Regions from separate parts of the Gossypium hirsutum genome. Here region 2 is linked to region 1. The links are chromatin contacts, called in public Hi-C maps. All regions are on one chromosome and are shown on one strand. Each heading gives the region's core, a stretch centred on a gene start, on an enhancer-like site or on the middle of the called end of the contact. The rest is flanking DNA. Distances are from core to core; before and after follow the strand shown. Region 1 holds the start of LOC107951375 (probable nucleoredoxin 3). Region 2 holds the start of LOC107951311.

Region 1 (6,469 bases), core at 3,111-5,610:
TACCCTTAAAGTTAGCAACTCTCAGAAGAACTTTCTTGCATCTTCTTACAATCTAGATAGCTTTATACAATATTTTTAAATGATGGAAATTAATAAATATAAAAAATTGAAATATTAATATTTAAAATTTCTTCATTTTAATTTTCAAACTATAATTCTTTTATAAAAATTAAAATTAATCTTCCTCTTATGGGAAAAAAGATGGTAATATATTTGTACAATGTTTTCGTAGTGATTAAAACCGTAATGAGTACTAATTTTAGCATTTCAGGTTTTGAGCCGGTCAAAAACGACTGAGTGTTTGCGCGTTGTGAATATCCTACTTTTAATAATTTAGAAAAACGGAAAAGCGGACACGGAAAAGTCACAGAGAATAAACGGCCAGGATCTCCCCAGCACAAGATCTAATCTCATTGGCTCAACAATTCCCTTCTTGAATCCTTATTGGTCCACGTCACCAGTGATGACATACACCCATCTGAAATAAGTTCGCGTTTGATGCGGGCACTCCACGTATAAAAACCTCGAACCGCGACTTCCTATCACAGATAAAAAGAAAAAACAAAGCGAAGTGTCATTTGAAAATCACTCGTCCTGGTATCAACGGTACAGCGTTTCGATTTTCATAGAGAAACCTCGAAACTTCTACGTAGTGAGAGGAAAGTTTGAGTACGTGCGATGGCTCGCTCGTGGAGAGCAAGCGGCTCTTTGGTGGTTCTAGCTATAGTCTTGTCCGGTGAGTGCTATGCTGTTCCTGTTTTTTGCTAGTTCTGTTTGCTTTCGCTTGATTTCGTGATCTCTGATTCTTGATCTGTTTTAGTGAAAATGTAGTAGATCTAGTTCTGTTTGGTGATGTTCTTCCCGTGAATCGATGCATTTTTAGATCTGATTTATGTTTTTATGAGTTTTCGAGATGCATTGGATCGTCGAACGAGCGTTTCAGCGATCTCATATCATTTCATTACTCTCCGTTGAATCGAGAACTAGAACTCTCTGGATTTTGAGGATAACGACTCTCTAATTACTTTGCCGGGCTAGAACTATGATCTAATTATTTAAATGTGAACTAAACAGTGTAAATTTTCTCCTATTTAGGGTGCAATAACTTTATTAGATTATTAAAATTATGCACGAGAATGTTCTAGAAATTTCGTTAGGATTCTTGATCTGTGGTTCACGTGGCCCTTTCAGTAGAGCCTCTATAACTATTAACTATAATGGTTTTAACATCCTGTAAACTCTGCAAACAGGATGCTTCTTTGCAATCGCAATTGCCAAGGAGGAAGCCGCGAAATTGGGAACAGTCATCGGAATTGATCTTGGTACAACCTATTCTTGTGTTGGTGTATACAAAAACGGTCATGTTGAAATTATAGCCAATGACCAAGGTAACCGTATTACTCCATCGTGGGTGGCTTTCACTGACAGCGAGAGGCTCATCGGTGAGGCTGCAAAGAATCAGGCAGCTGTTAACGCTGAAAGAACCATCTTTGACGTCAAGAGACTTATTGGAAGAAAGTAATTGACATTCTTCTCATGTTTCTTCTTTTGTTTTTTTATGGTTTATTGGTATATGTAATATGCTTATCAGGGCAATTTTGTTATTTGCAGGTTCGAAGATAAGGAGGTCCAGAGGGACATGAAACTTGTTCCGTATAAGATTGTGAACAAGGATGGCAAACCTTATATTCAAGTAAAGATTAAGGATGGAGAGACCAAGGTCTTCAGTCCTGAAGAGATCAGTGCTATGGTTCTGACTAAGATGAAGGAAACAGCTGAAGCTTTCCTAGGGAAGAAAATCAAGGACGCGGTGGTTACTGTTCCAGGTGAGTGCATAATAAGAAGCAATGCTCTCTGTTGGGGAAAAGTTGTTCGCCTGATCCTTGATTATTCCTTTATGCTCAATACATTTATGTTTTATTTGCAGCTTACTTCAATGATGCCCAAAGGCAGGCCACAAAGGATGCTGGCATTATTGCCGGGCTCAATGTTGCTAGAATTATCAATGAACCAACTGCAGCTGCCATTGCCTATGGTTTGGACAAGAAGGGCGGTGAGAAAAATATTCTTGTCTTTGACCTGGGTGGTGGGACGTTCGATGTCAGTATCTTGACAATTGACAATGGTGTTTTCGAGGTTCTTTCAACAAATGGAGACACTCACTTGGGAGGTAAGGATATTCATTGTTTGATTTAATGCTTTCAAAAATTGTTTTTACAATGCATTTTGCTTATGGTCATATTCTATATGTAGGTGAGGATTTTGACCAGAGGATTATGGAATACTTCATTAAATTGATCAAGAAAAAGCATGGAAAGGATATCAGCAAGGACAACAGAGCTCTTGGGAAGCTTAGGAGGGAAGCTGAGCGTGCCAAGAGAGCTCTCAGCAGCCAGCACCAGGTCCGTGTGGAGATTGAATCACTTTTTGACGGTGTTGATTTCTCCGAGCCACTGACCAGAGCTCGCTTTGAGGAATTGAACAATGACCTGTTCAGAAAGACCATGGGACCTGTGAAGAAGGCGATGGAAGATGCTGGTTTGCAGAAGAGCCAAATTGATGAGATCGTTCTTGTTGGTGGAAGCACTAGAATTCCAAAGGTTCAACAACTCCTCAAGGACTACTTTGATGGAAAGGAGCCCAACAAGGGTGTTAACCCAGATGAAGCTGTTGCTTATGGTGCTGCAGTACAAGGAGGCATCCTGAGTGGAGAGGGTGGTGATGAAACGAAAGGTAAGTAGTTTTGTCTATAATGACGATACGTGACTCCATAGGGGATGAAACCTTTCTATAACTGAATCGACTTGGCTGATATTTGTGTTTGATGCTTTCTGCACAGATATTCTTCTCCTTGATGTGGCTCCACTTACCCTTGGCATTGAGACTGTTGGTGGAGTAATGACCAAGTTGATTCCTAGAAACACTGTTATCCCAACCAAGAAGTCACAAGTTTTCACCACTTATCAGGACCAGCAGACTACCGTCTCCATTCAGGTACACTTAGTTATGCTTGCCTACATGTAAAATACTCAAGAATTGGATTTTCCTTTCCTTTTAATGCTAATAACTGTAATACTTTGAACCTTTATTTGAATTGCTGTGGTTTGATGTCAGGTCTTTGAAGGTGAAAGGAGTCTCACAAAAGATTGTAGGTTATTGGGAAAATTTGATCTTACTGGAATTCCTCCAGCCCCAAGGTTTGCTCTCCCCACCAATTCTCATTTGTATTTTCTGCATTTCTTCACCTGAATTATTCATTTATGGTTTGATCCCTCAATTTACAGAGGAACCCCTCAAATTGAAGTCACATTTGAAGTTGATGCAAATGGCATCTTAAACGTCAAGGCAGAAGATAAGGGCACTGGAAAATCTGAGAAGATCACTATCACAAACGATAAGGGTCGTCTGAGCCAGGAGGAGATTGAGAGAATGGTTCGTGAGGCAGAAGAATTCGCAGAGGAGGACAAGAAGGTGAAGGAAAGGATTGATGGTCGCAACAGCCTGGAGACCTATATCTACAACATGAAAAACCAGATTAATGATAAGGATAAGCTCGCTGACAAGCTTGAATCTGATGAGAAGGAGAAAGTTGAAACCGCAGTGAAAGAGGCACTTGAGTGGCTTGATGACAACCAGAGTGCCGAGAAGGAAGACTACGAGGAGAAGCTCAAGGAGGTAGAGGCAGTATGCAACCCAATCATCACAGCTGTGTACCAAAGATCTGGTGGAGCCCCAGGTGGTGGATCAACTGAAGAAGATGATGATTCTCATGATGAACTTTAAAAAACTGGTAATGACATTTTGATTGCTGAAACAAGCAAAGCAAAGCAAAGGGTGAGAAGGATGAGAGCATAGGTAGGTGAGATGAAGATATACAGGAATTTTTCTCCATGGTAGAAGTTAAAAAAGGGAGAATTATATCCCCCTTTGTTCGGATGTTATTTTTGGGTGAATGAATACGTTTTAACGGATATTATTTTTTTTGTTTTCATGACTCTCTCCCCTGGAACTTGTGATCTCTTTTATCTATGATTGAATCTGGTTCTCTTGATCCAAGAAAGAAAAATCCAGTAAATGTCCATGGTAGAAAATGTTAGTATTTCAATTTATTACGACTCCTATATTCAATTAACTCTTATAAAATTCTCTTGTTCTTTTTCTCTTAAATAGTAAACCCATAGAAGAGGGTGACAAAAGATGGAAGGCTTTTAACGTTGCTTTCCTGAAAGCCAAAAAGAAAAGAATGATTCTTGTTTGTGCCTCATTTTTACGCATAAAAATATTAAAATAAGTAATAAGTGGGCTCCATAAGAGATGATGGATTTGAATCCAAACTTCGAACCTATCCCGAACCTATCCTTATAAAAAAGAAAGAGGGCCGACGAAACATGAGTCAATGTCATGAATATATCCGTAGAAAATTGGATATGTTCCTCCCATTTATGGCTTAAATTCCCTGAAAATTGCTCATCGAATATTCCTGGTTGCGTGATGAGAATAAAACTTTTTCATCAAGTTAACAGTAAGTCGCGTAGCAGAATATAATAAACCTTTTATACCTAGCGTTTGCAATTCAGGTCACCCTGCACAAAAATAACCTCCCAAACTTCCTGTTTTAAGCCTTGTAACTACACAGTTGCCATGTCAAAGCCTGATTATCAGGCCACAAACTTGCCCCTTTGGGACTTCCTCACCATCTTGGCATCTGAAGGGGTTGACTTCCTGTTATCCGGTGAAGAAGATAAGGTACTCTTTGACAAAATTCAAATACCCCTTTTTTGCTTTCTTTAGTTGTCGACAATTTTTGATTATCTTGCTTGGACCATATGGATAAGATTAGTGATTTGATTATCCTAAGAAAGCGGTTAGTTCCTTTGCTGTGTGTTTTTTAGGTAACCTTGTCTTCATTTGATTATGAGAAAACGACGATCTGCCTCTTCTTCTCTGCAAACTGGTGCAGGCCCTGCCAAAGTTTTACCCCAAAGCTGGTGCAACTATACAACATGTTAAGAACAATGGGGAAAGAGCTAGAGATTGTGTTTATTTCCTTGGACCACGATGAAGATGGATTCAATGCTCACTTCGAGACCATGCCTTGGCTTACCGTTCCTTTTGATGTGAATTTGCATAAGAAATTACGTGAAAGGTTTCATGTTGTTCGTATTCCCTTTCTTGTTCCTTTAAACTTAGATGGACAATCAGTTGAAGAAGACTTGATTGGATTGATTGAAGATTTTGGCGAAGATGCATTTCCTTTCACCAAGAAGAGAAGAGAAGAATTGAAGGCTATCGATGATTCAAAGCGTCAAGGAGGAAAAATCGATCAACTTTTAGCTCGTCCAGGACGGGATTATGTTGTTGCTAGCGATGGTGGAAAGGTAAGATTATCTGAGAGTTTTTTTATATTAATGTAGGGTTAAGATATTATTTATGAGCCCGGTTATGTTTCGGGTTTTGTAGGTTTTAGTATCGAAACTTATTGGGAAGACAGTCGGCCTTTATTTCGGCGCACACTGGTGTCCTCCATGCCGTGCTTTCACTGCTCAGCTTGTAGAAGCTTACAACCAGCTATTGAGCAGCAGGGGAGACTGTTTTGAGGTTGTTTTGGTTTCTTCAGACAGAGACCAGAAAGAATTTGATGTCAACATAAGCGATATGCCATGGCTGGCACTTCCATTTGAAGACCGAACACGACAAGATCTGTGCCGAATCTTCAACATCAAAGCCATTCCTGCACTAGTTTTTATTGGACCGGATGGGAAACCGATTAGCACAAACGGGAAGAACATAATCACCCTGTATGGTGCAAAGGCTTTCCCATTCACTCAATCAAGCATTGAAGAAATTGAAGAAAGCTTGAGAAAAGAAGGGGATTCATTGCCTACGCAAATCCAGGACATAAAGCATCAACATGTGCTTAAACTGGACATGGCTAAATCATATGTCTGCAATTATTGCGAAAGACAAGGGAAGTTCTGGGCATTTTCTTGTGATGCCTGTGATTATGATCTTCATCCTACTTGTGTGGAAGAAGCAAGTTAAAAGTCTCAATGATGGGTAGTTCTATTTGTTTCCAAGGCAAATAAATGCTCCACCATACTCAAATTTGAAACCTTAGCATACAACATGACACATCATTATTCAAATTAATCTACAAAAACTGATATTTAACTTCAAAGGAAATTGGAAACCATGCGTGTCAAAGGTGACTCAGTCATCAAGAGAAAGATGTCTTAAAAGTACCAACTGAATAATCAAGCATCTCTATTAACATATTCAAACTGATCAATCAAAAACGCAGTTGCAAAACAATGGAGGAAAGACTATGGCGATAATAAGATATAAATAAAGGATCTGGGGGCCATTGCCAAAGTGACTCCGAAGATGGATTTTCACAAAGCTGAAATCCTAAATTAACAAGAAAATTAAGCAAGGATGAGGGAACTTGGGAAGCCAAAGAGAAGATATT
Region 2 (6,271 bases), core at 3,367-5,866, 340 kb after region 1:
TAACTATATATTTTTAGTAATACATAACATATTTAACTATTATATATGTATTATTTATTATTATATTATGTAATGTTCTATCATATCATATAAAATATAACATATTAAAAGTTTATACATGCATTAAACATTATAATATCATGTAATGTTATATTTTTTACTATAATCTATAATATATTAATAGTTATGTATATATGCATCAATAATTTTAGTAATAATTATATAATATGATATTATATTATATAATAGTATATCATATGTTACAGTTAACTATTAAAACTAACTTAATTGACTGAATCAAGCCCTGTAATTTGACCAAATTGGTTTGATTCGGTTCGGTTAAATAGGTTTTTCTTTGACTTTTTACTCCATGTTTGCTTGGCCTTTTCTAGTTTTGTTTTTTTTTTTTGGTTCTTTTACTAGTAGCTGGTGGTGATGTTTACAAACCAGGCTTTTATGTTTTATTTTTTTTGTTGCTCGTCAGCTGGTTGTCACTTGTAAAGAACCGATGCTTATTAAATGAATGTCTTGTTTTATCGATTCCTAAATTTACACTCTCTAAAATTCAAACCTAAATATAAACAACACATTATTTAAAACCTAAAAAGAAAAAAGAAAAAAGGAATAGCTACTAGTTTCTACATAAAAAAGTATGATGATATTCTACTTTCTATTTTTTTTAATACTATTTTTCACCGTAATTTATAAGTTCAAATTTTGGATGTTTTTCTTGCAACTTTGTATGATTTTATGAATTTAAGAATACTTTTTTTTTATTAACATATAACATATGTTACAAGATCTGTGTTGGATATTCAACGGCATTTGTTCTAAGTGGAAACCCATTATTACAAACGAGAACAACATAATCACCCATTCACTTAATCAAGCATTGAAGAGATAGAAGCAAGGTTGAAATAAAGTAGGGGAAACACACGTTTAAACATAAGCACGCTGTAGGTAAATTGCTTATTGAATAGTTTAGCTTCTCTCACGAGATAAATCAAAACACGCATTCAACATACAAAGTTGCAGCAACCAATGGCAACCAATGGGGAAAACAAAACATTCTCACAATGACAAGAAATAAATAGAAGACTGGGACACGACATAAATGGCTAATTAATGTTTAACTTGAGTTATGGAGTCTTGTGGAGATCATTTCCAAAGTGACCCTGTGGATGGATTTTCACAAACAACAAAATTTAATCATGAATAGATTTAGAAAGCCAAAAGAGAAGAGATTGCACCATAAAAAAAATTGTAAAATTCTTAAGAAATAAACAAGATGAACCAATATGATAAATGCAATAACTTGATTTATCACCTGAAACAGGGTATGAGGAGGAGGATTACCATCATTCTCCACTTCAGAATTTGCTGCTTCCAAGGAGGAGCCAACAGAAGAATCAGGCACAATTCCTAAATTATAAATCGAAAAATTAAGAACAGGATGATTAATTCGATGGTAATTCCAACTAAAAAAAAAACAATTTTCGTTATCCCATGATAATCAGTTAAATTCTGTTATTAGTTCTTGTACTTTATGAAAGTTGTGAATTTAATATCTTTATTTTAATTTGATCAATTTTAGTTTCCATTCTTTTTAATTTTTGAAATTTGAAATTTTAGTCCTAACCTAAACAGTATTAATTAAATCCGTTTGTTTAAATTCAATTACTAATCATGTGCTATGCGTAAAATTGTAGATTTAGTCTATATTCTCTAATTGAATCATTTTAAGTTCCTATACTTTTTGAATTTTAAATTTGTAGTTTGGACTCAAGTAACAATTGCTAACCTATTAATTGAATTTTCAATATGTAAAAATAACAAGATGACATGATATCATATATATGATAATATGTTTGCCGCATCATTTTTTTAAAATATTAAAACTTAACTTAATGAATTTAATAGTCATAGCTTGGTGAGAATTAAAATTTTAAAATTTTAAAAGTACAACCGAATTAAAGTACAAAGACTACATTTGTAACTTTTACAAAGTATGTAAACTAATAGCAAAATTTAACCTTTCTATCCCAAATGGAGGAGGGAATTAAAGAAAATAAAATAAACAAGATAGAAACCAATATGACAAATGCAAAAAAAAAAAAAATCTATTACCGGCACCAAGCTCATAGTTGAAAAGGTTATTGTGATTGTTCGTAACATCAAACTCGGGCAAATCATGATTTGTACCAAGGAATCCAGCAGCAGAATTAATCTCAACCCCTAAATTAACAGACAATTAAATGAAAGACCTTGAAATTAACCAGCATATTTAACACCAAAAGAAAATGCAAATTCTTTCCCAAATTTTGGGGAGAATAAAAAAGCAAGACATAAACAAGAACAACCAAAATATAAGATGATGAATGCAGAAACCTGCTTTATTACCTTGACTATTTGGGGCAACAGAGGAAGGGCCAGCAGCAATAGAGGCAGCAGTGTTGTTATAGTACTGGCCTGCAAACATGTCAAAAGCCTATTAATACAACACCAAGCAATTTAGTAAAGGTGTGGCTTATATAAATTACCAAAACCCATTTGCTGATACAAATTGTCCATGGAAGCTTGAAACTTGGTTGCCCCACTCACTCCCAATCCCAATAATTCATTAACATCTTGTACAACAATTCCAGAAGTTGGTGAAACTAGACCATGTTGCACATTGGTTTGAGACAGAAACCATCCTATGGACTGGAATGAAGAGTTAAGTTCATCACTCAATAGAAGATGGGAGACTAAAAAATTATACACAACATAACTGGCATACCTCATCAAAAGAAGTATAGCTTTGCCCCTGCAATGGAAGGGAAACGTATTATTCATATCCACTTTTTGAATAAATGATACATAGATTAAACCAAAATTTGAGTGCCATGCAAAATTCCTAATAGATATAGATTTGTTTGAACTATGTAATTCAAGTAGTACAATGGTTGCAAGTATTTGGGCTATAGGTCTCAAGTTGGAGGTTTGAGTCTTCCTCGTTTAAGTAGCTCCATAATTATTTTCAAACACAATATTAACATCTCTTTTAATCTTGTAGCTATAACCAACTAAGGTGTTTTTGACTAAGTGAACTAAGCCCATCGACAAAGATGAAACAAAAAAATCACTTTAAAGAGTTAGAAATGAATCATAAATTATTAGAGACCCAAAGTCCAATTTAACTATTATACTAACATATAATTTTATAAAAATTAAAGGAGCTAAATAGAAAATCTACCTTTTAAAAGAGGGGGCGGGCAATGCCGCTGTTTGCCCCCTTGCTTTTGTCCCTACTCATTGGACAATCACTTCCTATATGCTGACTCTCAGCATAGTACTAGAAATAAAACCCCCCACCAAGTGATTGCTAACTGCACACTGGCTTTCGATATACTATGAGAGAGAAAATTTTCAGAGGACAGTACTTTTAATTGTTAGGGATCGATCAACTACCTCACAGATAAAAATATATAAGCAATTTTTTTAATGGGAAAATTGTTTCTAAAATACAAATCTCCGTACATCAACTTCCCATCGAATGGGGATTTGCCTCATCAATGCCTCGTTTGCTGTCTGAAAAACACAATTATCTTATAAACAAAAATGGGTATTGTTAGACTATGCTTAGGAATCAGCACAAGTCTTCCTATTAGTAGGAGACTTCAAGGTTTCCCATGTTCCAAGATACTATTAATTGTAAGGATCATATATGTATGTATTCAAGGCCAACCCTGACATATATTGACCTACTGACCAACTAATTTATTATTGTTTAAGCTAATTATTGTCCTAATGCAACGATAATAATCTAAGAGAGAGAGCTGAACCTGTGCCTCAAGTGTAGTCTTAAACTGTTGAATACAATTTTGCATATATTGAATTATAGACTCGTTTTGCTTCAACTCCATTTTCATCTGCTGGTTTTCGGTTTGCATCTGCTTGAAGATTGGGAGCATTTCATAGTACTTGGTCTTCACCTGTTCAAGCTCCTCGAGCCTCCTCTTCAATTATAAATAAACACTCATTAATTAATTAAAGACATAAATAAACAATGGGAAAAAAGGAAAGAAAGAAATTTGATGACGGGTTAATCACTGTACTTTAATTTTCTGCCTGTACTGTACGCAACGGGCGTTATGAGCATCCTTTTGAGCTCGGGTTTTCCCCGATTTGGTACCTTTACCCTCCATTAATGAGCTTCAGTAATATATCACTATTTTCTTCTAACCTTCACTAAATTTTTGACTTGTTTTCTGTTGTAAAACTTTAGCTGCATCTCGATTTGATTACCCACAATTTTCTACTATCAACTATTTTCGGTTCCAAACCATTTGATTTGCCTGAATCTTTCGAAAACTTGATAATTGACTCGAAGTCGACGCTTTTAGATAAAGAGCAAAACTGAAGAACAGGGGAGATACGAACGAAAGGAAGAAAAAAAACAAAAGGAAGAAAAAAAATAGAACAGGGGAGATAGCTCAATAGATAATGATAAACCTTTCTCAAGTCTAAAGGCTAACAAAAAGAAAGTGATGATCTGAGATTTATGAGGATAAAGTGGCCACTGGCAGCTTCCCCCGTTTATATTAAGCAAGGGAAGGTTGACTAAACTCGCGTCTCATCGCGAGCTCTGTGTTCGCGCGAACATTCCCTATTTAATTTTGTGTCTCCCTTTTTTGGCAGGATTACTTTTGCCATTTAGACAAGGCGTAATATATGACGTGATAAAACAATATTATAAATAAATCAAAATATTTCTTTTAGGATAATGATATTTATAATAATAAATTCTTATTTTTTTCAAATTTTTAATTTAATTTGAGTTTTTTTAAAAATTTATGCATAAAATTATATATCACGCATAAAATTTAAAATTATTATTGACTTTCAACAAATTAAAAATACATATTTAAATACATTCGAGTTTTTTTTAAATTGTTACAATAAAACTGAATTAAGTTACAATCAATTTTTAAAGAATTGAATTACAAAAGCTTTTTTTTTTGTTTGGCAATACATGATTTTGTTGCAGGTTTTAATTTTTGGATTCATTAAAAGAAATCTTCTTCAAAGATTTTAAATTGTAGATTTTTTTAAAATTTATTTTGTTTGTAGTCATTATTTTAAAAATTAATTTTTAAATGCATGGTTCTTAAAAAAATTAATTTATCGGTCACGAAATATAAATAAAAAAAGTTATTCGCTTTTTGATTTATCTACGTTAAATTATTAAATTTAATTATATTAGTCAATTAACATTTATATTATTTATGGGTTAGGAAAGAATTATAGATAATTTTAAATATTGTGTTAAAAAAAATTATATGATCAAAATATTAAAAAATTTTATACGATGAGAATGTTCGAAATCAAACGAATAAATGGATTTGAAACATATATTACATGAAAATTAATAAATTAAAGGCAAAAAGAAAAATTGTGATTCATTCATCCCCTTATACTCTTTAAGCGTGGCGTGTCCTATACTATTTAATAAAAGAAATAGCACCTCCCTTACCCAGCAGCCATATATGACAAATCATTCTCCCTCGCGATGATACTCGTACGACGATCTCGTCGGATAGCAAGCGTGGCGTGCCTCGTCGCCACATAACACTCAAGTTTTTTTGGAAGTTTCTAATTGTAAGCCAAGGTATTAAACAAAATATTAAATGGGTAGCATTTTAATACAAGAGGTAAGCAAGGCTTTTGTCTTAAAAATTAAAAAAAATTGTAATTTAATTTTTTATAAATGATAAGATTATAAATTAATAATATAATAACTCCTCAAAAATAAAAATAAAAATATGGAATCATAAAAACTTACATTTTAACTTCTTAAATATTTATAATGCAATCCTCCATTAAAAAAATTTCTCAACTCGCGGCTATTGTAACATGTTGAGACAAGGATGGATAGGCGGCTGACATAACTTGTAACGTTTTCCATATTCAATAAGAAATTCTTCTAATTTTTGTTTTATTCATAAAACTTGTGCTCAAAACTTAATAGTAATCAAGTTTCCTATTATCGACTCCACCTCATACTACTGATGTTTCTTTATTCATTGTTTTAAATTACTCATAAATTTTTAAACTTGAAATTAATTAAGGTATTGTTTCATAAATTAAAAAAAAGTTAAAATTAAGTATTGAAAATATAAATTATAAAATATGTTTAATATATTACTTAAAATTAAGTATCAAATATTATTAAATTATTAAATTAAGTATGAAATATTATTAAATACTATTTTATTTTTCCTTAATTTTT

What was found. Hi-C and Micro-C count contacts between places; a contact is called where the count stands out from the background.
Region 2: a Hi-C map of leaf shows a contact between it and region 1, with 1.9 times the contacts expected there. The contact joins the promoter of LOC107951311 here to the promoter of LOC107951375 in region 1. A contact is called at or near these places in 6 of 34 Hi-C or Micro-C datasets (fibers, leaf and seedling).

Annotation. Positions count from the first base shown.
Region 1 is chrA02:42,869,449-42,875,917 of Gossypium_hirsutum_v2.1, forward strand. It overlaps LOC107951375 (probable nucleoredoxin 3), which reads left to right and starts at 4,361. Exons shown (of 3, transcript XM_016886406.2): 1 at 4,361-4,746; 2 at 4,893-5,378; 3 at 5,461-6,051. The coding sequence starts at 4,642. The coding sequence ends at 6,042. It overlaps LOC107951374 (luminal-binding protein 5), which reads left to right and starts at 519. Exons shown (of 8, transcript XM_016886405.2): 1 at 519-736; 2 at 1,251-1,518; 3 at 1,612-1,826; 4 at 1,928-2,170; 5 at 2,254-2,733; 6 at 2,840-2,994; 7 at 3,115-3,197; 8 at 3,285-3,971. The coding sequence starts at 679. The coding sequence ends at 3,783. It overlaps LOC107951376, which reads right to left. Exons shown (of 11, transcript XM_016886411.2): 11 at 6,234-6,408.
Region 2 is chrA02:43,209,188-43,215,458 of Gossypium_hirsutum_v2.1, forward strand. It overlaps LOC107951311, which reads right to left and starts at 4,617. Exons shown (of 8, transcript XM_016886315.2): 1 at 4,098-4,617; 2 at 3,825-3,998; 3 at 2,780-2,806; 4 at 2,541-2,703; 5 at 2,401-2,469; 6 at 2,128-2,235; 7 at 1,357-1,422; 8 at 958-1,175. The coding sequence starts at 4,187. The coding sequence ends at 1,159.